2 separate regions of the Muntiacus reevesi genome follow, and region 2 is linked to region 1. Evidence: chromatin contacts called from public Hi-C data. All regions are on one chromosome and are shown on one strand. Each heading gives the region's core, a stretch centred on a gene start, on an enhancer-like site or on the middle of the called end of the contact. The rest is flanking DNA. Distances are from core to core; before and after follow the strand shown. Region 1 holds the start of TTC1 (tetratricopeptide repeat domain 1). Region 2 holds the start of PTTG1 (PTTG1 regulator of sister chromatid separation, securin).

Evidence for each region. Hi-C and Micro-C count contacts between places; a contact is called where the count stands out from the background.
Region 2: a Hi-C map of blood shows a contact between it and region 1, with 4 times the contacts expected there. The contact joins the promoter of PTTG1 here to the promoter of TTC1 in region 1. A contact is called at or near these places in 2 of 3 Hi-C or Micro-C datasets (blood and muscle).

Annotation. Positions count from the first base shown.
Region 1 is chr1:248,807,716-248,810,415 of mMunRee1.1, forward strand. It overlaps TTC1 (tetratricopeptide repeat domain 1), which reads left to right and starts at 1,348. Exons shown (of 8, transcript XM_065919029.1): 1 at 1,348-1,438; 2 at 2,504-2,700. The coding sequence starts at 2,534.
Region 2 is chr1:249,200,179-249,202,878 of mMunRee1.1, forward strand. PTTG1 (PTTG1 regulator of sister chromatid separation, securin) reads left to right here and starts at 1,439. Exons shown (of 6, transcript XM_065936411.1): 1 at 1,439-1,505; 2 at 1,979-2,079. The coding sequence starts at 1,989.

The DNA.
Region 1 (2,700 bases), core at 98-2,597:
AAATATTAAAAGGTTTCTAAAATTCTGATATATTTTTAATATTTACTTTTGGCATATTAAAACTTTTGATTTACTCAAAAACATAACTGTATGTATAACCTCATTCAGACATAAATTCAAAAAGCAAATGTGATACCCTTCTTGAAAAGGTCACTTCCAGCTTACTCTGCAGTAGGTTCTGTGAATTATAGAAAACAACAATATTCTGTTGTTATCATTGGTTATGTATCTGGCTACCTTAAAGGAATATCTCAGTTCTGTATTACTAGCGGGCAATGCTTGGGGTCTAATTAACATTCAGTAAACATTGGTGATGGACAGGGAGGCCTGGCGTGCTGCGATTCATGGGGTCGCAAAGAGCCGACACGACTGAGCGACTGAACTGAACTGAAGTGAAACATTGGGAAAGACCCTGATGCTGGGAAGGGTTGGGGGCAGAAGGAGAAGGGGACGACAGAGGATGAGATGGCTGGATGGCATCACCGACTCGATCGACAGGAGTTTGAGTAAACTCTGGGAGTTAGTGACAGACAGGGAGGCTTGGCTTGCTGCGATTCACGGGGTCACAAAGAGTCGGACACGACTGAGCAACTGAACTGAAACATTTCTTTAATGAATGTATAAGCCAACAGTTCGCTTTTGGTTCCAGGACTGCTTAACACTCTCGAATATTATTGAGGACCACGGAAAGCTTTTATGTGGGTTCTACGTATAACTGAAAATATTGTAATATTAGTTTATTAATTAACTTAAAACAATACACCCATTATATGCTAACATAAATAATCTTTCTATAGATAACTAAGTTTTCCAAAACAAAAAATGTATATACAGTGAAGAGTGGCATTGTCCTACATTTTTGCAAATCTCTGGCTTAATAAAAGACATCTGGATTCTCGTCGCTCCTGGGTTCAATCCATTGCGCTATCACAGGACACATATCCTCTGGGAAAATTCATTGTATATTCATGAGAGGAGGATGGAGAGGGCATTAACAACTTATCAACACTGTTTTGATCTAGCTGTAGACCCCTTTCGACAAAAATACACTTTGAGAAACACTGTAGGGAAAACTAATTTTTAACAAAGTTCATGCTTCAGGACTCTTCTGTACACAGCACAGCTGGCATGAGAGAGGTCAGAGGAGAGGAGTAAAAGGAACACCATAGAAACAGCCTTTCTCTTCCTTTTTTCCTCCAGAGCCCAGTATCGCGGAGTCTTGCCGTAACCCAAGATGGCAACCATCTCTCATTTTCAGTCCGTACAATGACGTCATAGAGCGACAATGCCGCACCCTCTCACTGAGGTTTTACAACATTTCCCAGGATGCTTTGCCAACGGTGACGCTATTCACCGGCGCCGACGGAAGAGCACCTGACTGAGCGGAAGTAGAGATCTCTGAGGCGAGGAAGGTGAGGACGAGAGGAACTGTGAAGCTGTGAGTAGCCACATGAGTCTGTAGTCTTGGCGGTGAGGGACACAGCCAGGGGAGGAACGTTTGGAAAGTGTGGGGGTGGCCCTCCTTAACTCAGGAGCCTCAGACCCTTCGTTCTTATACTAGTCCTGGGAGCGGGGAAAAACAAAACGTTGCTGTGGAGGCACAGTCTCCGTATTAAAATCGTACTGTTTTAAGTTTTCTTGGGACGAGATAGGGGCGAATTCGGGTTCTGCCGCAACCCAAGGGTCTTTGGCGTGATTTTACTGCGACCGGAGGAGTGGCGCTGCTGACGGTCTGACTCAGCTTCTACAGCACTAGTTCTCAATTGGCTGCACCTGAAAGTCACCTGGGATGCCGTTTTAAAAACTACAGATGCTCTGGCTCCACGCCAGACCAGTAAATCAGAATCTGTGGAGTATATAATCTGGTCAACAATACTTGCTAAAGCGTTTCGAGTGTTAACGTTGTGCATACAGGGTTAAGAACCACGCTTTTCATGGCTAATTCCGACTCCTTCGGGAATCCTGATTAGGGCTACCTGAGCCAAGGCCTCTCTTCCACTGTAACCTGCGTGGGCTGTATCACATGCAAGTGGGTGAAGTTGATGATTGCTCTGTTGGCACGGATTGTATGTTGAGCTCTACCAGAAACTTATTTTTGAACTTCGTACGGTGATGCTGGGAAGACAGGTCACAGTCTCTTATTTACGACCTGGTTGTTCATTCTGAATAAAAATTAGAAACGCGTTGTTTTTCTTGCCATTGTTTTCGCTTCTGCCATTTTTTTGCAACCTTGAAAAACTGGGAGCAGTAGAAGATGGAGGAATCACATTAAAATCGGTGTCTCTTATTGGCTTGTAAGAAGTTTTGAAAAGGGTAGCAGTTATAATTACATTTGGCATTATTTGTGGGCTTATGAAAGCCTTTATATATGGCTTTATAATTGAATCAATGAAAATAAGTTAGGATGTGATTTGAATTTTGATGCAGAAGTTTGTTTAAATGTGATAGTTAGAATTGAATAGGCAGGTAGATAGCATTACCTAACCTATTTTCTCTTTTGCAGTTTCAGCTTCACCTCCCTCACTGATTCAGCATGGGGGATAAGTCAGAGAACTGTAGGGTTCCAGAGGATCTGTTCACTGGTTTGAAAGTTACAGATCCCCAGGAAGCAGAGTGTGTTAACCCTCCAGTATCTAGTGCCAAAGAGCATCATTCCCGGAGCGAGCTGCTCAAGGATGTCGAGGCCCAGCCCCAGGAGGA
Region 2 (2,700 bases), core at 189-2,688, 390 kb after region 1:
CAGTCCATGGGGTCGCAAAGGGTCGGACACGGCTCAGTGACTGAACTGAACTAGTAAACTAGGGATAAAAGAGGATATGGAAAGAGTAAAAACATACACACTTTCTCCCCCTCTTTTCTTCTTGATGTCTAGCACAGTGACTAACGTTTAATAAATATTTATTGAATGAATGAGTCATTCAATGTTTTGGCCCTGAAATGCCAGGGAAGAAGGGACAATGAACTGGCATATATTTCGAACCATATCTATGCCAGGTAGTGCTAAGGCTTTTGTGAAAGAGTAATGTAGGCTTAACTCCTCCCTCCCAACTTACCCGCTAAGTTAAAAAGTATTTGGTGACCTGTTGGGAGTAGAGTTTAGATGACACAGATCATCCTTGGTCTTTTGAATTGATTCCTTTATATTGTTTAATATATTTCCATTTACCATAGAAGGGTTTCCCTTGTGGCTCAGCTGGTAAATCCACCTGCAATGAAATTAAAGCACAATGAAATTGTGGTTTAAAAAGTTGATGACCTTTTTCTTTCTATGGCGAAGTGAAGTGATAGTGGCTCGGTCCTGTCCAACTCTTTGCAACCCCATGGATAGTCCATGGAATTCTCCAGGCCAGAATACTGGAGTGGGTAGCTTTTTTCTTCTCCAGGGGATCTTCCCAATCCAGGGATGGAACCCAGGTGTCCCGCATTGCAGGTGGACTCTTTACCAGCTGGAGCCACAAGGGAAGCCCTTTCTATGGTAAAGTGAAAGTGAAAGTCGCTCAGTCGTGTCTGACTCTTTGCGACCCTATAGTCCATGGAATTCTCCAGGTCAGAATACTGAAGTGGGTAGCCTTTCCGTCCTCCAGGGGATTTCCCAACCCAGGGACCGAACCCAGGTCTCTTGCATTGCAGGCGGATTCTTTACCAGCTGAGCCTCAAGGGAAGCCCTTCTATGGTAAATGGAAATATATCAAACAAGATAAAGGAATCAATTCAAAACGAGGGACACCTTGGTTCGATCCCTGGTTTGGGAATATCTCCTGGAGAAGGGAAAGGCTATCCTGGCCTGGAGAATTCCATGGACTGTATTGTCCAAAGTCAAATGACTTTGACTTTGGACACATCAAAGTGTCTCAGGAAAAAAACAGAAAATTGCAAAAGCCAACTCTGTATCTTGTTATAACATTAATAATAACTTTCTTGGAATTAAAGACCGTATTTACTCTCCTCTATCTCTCTGGGGGGGAGATTTAAAAACAACCATTAATAGACATCCACGACCAAGTTGTGAGCGGGTTTGATTTTTTTTCCTCCCGGGGAACAAACGACGAACTTGCGGGGAAAAGCTTTCAGGGCGGAGCCCAGGGAGCGTACGTTCCTCCCATTGGTTCTTCCGGAGCCTCCGCCCCGCCCCTGTCCCGCCTCCTGGATGGATGAACCAATAGGGACGTAAGTTGTGGTTTAAACGCGGAGTCTGGCGCGGCCGCTGGAGCCGTGTCTTGAGAGAGTTTGGCTGTTACTCCGAACGTGGGTGAACCGAGCGGTACCGAGTGGTTAGTCGGGCACGGTCCAGCGGCGTAGGAAGCGGGAGTAGGCTTTATGTGTGGGGGCTCTGGGTCCTGGGAACCGGGGTCCGGGTGTCTGGGAGCCGGGGCCTGGGGTTTGGGGGCTGGGACTTTCCTGGAACGTCAGACGCGCTCACCTGGCTTGAGCCACGGTCTTGAGCTGCGTGTGCGACCCACGTCAGTTTGGTTCCAATGAGTACCAGGGCCTGTGCCAGTCCCAGACCGCCAGCTTTTCAGGAACTTAAGGCCCCTGACGCAGGCGTCAAGATTTAAGAACTGGATTAAATGCTTGTTGGCTCAAGATCCGGCTTCTACCTCTGCTTAGCTCCTGTTTTTGCGTAGACGTCCCCAGGGTAGAAAGTTGGGTCAGTGCTACACTTTAGCTTCTTTCATCTTCCTAACTCCCAAGGTTTAATGAGTGTTTCACACCTCTAGTTGATCCAGAATGGCTACTCTGATCTATGTTGATAAGGAAAATGGAGAACCAGGCATCCATGTGGCTCCTAAGGAAGGGCTGAAGCTGGGGTCTGCACCTTGTAAGTATACAGGCGGCTCTCAGGTACACAGGTATTGTGAATCAGTGGTGGGTGTGCTTGGAGCTGGGGGAGGCCCAAATATACTTTGTGGGCAGTTGGAGTCGTCCGTGCTAAGTCGCTTCAGTCGTCTCCGACTTTTTGCGGCCCTGTGGACTGTGTAGCCGGGCAGGCTCTTCTGTCCATGGACTTCTCCAGGCAAGAATACTGGCGTGGGTCGCCATGCCCTTCTCCAGGGGATCTTTATGATCCAGGGATTAAACCGGAGTCTCTTAAATCTCCTGTATTGCCAGGCGGGTTCTTTACCAGGAGCGCCACCTGGGAAGCCCAGTTGGAGTCGAGTTTACCCAATACTCTTACTGCCAAGTACTTATGGGTCTCTTTATGTTCAGTATCTTTTAAAAAAAAATTATTTATTTATTTTTGGATGTACTGGGTCTTTGTTGCTGCCTGGCCTTTTCTCTAGGTGCGATGAGTGGGGGATACTTTTCTATTTGTGATGCCCAGGCTTCTCATTGCAGTAGCTTGCATTGTTGCAGAGCATGGGTTCTAGGGGATGCTGACTTCAGCAGTTGAGACACATGGGCTCAGTAGTTGTGGCTCCAGAGCACAGGCTCAATATTT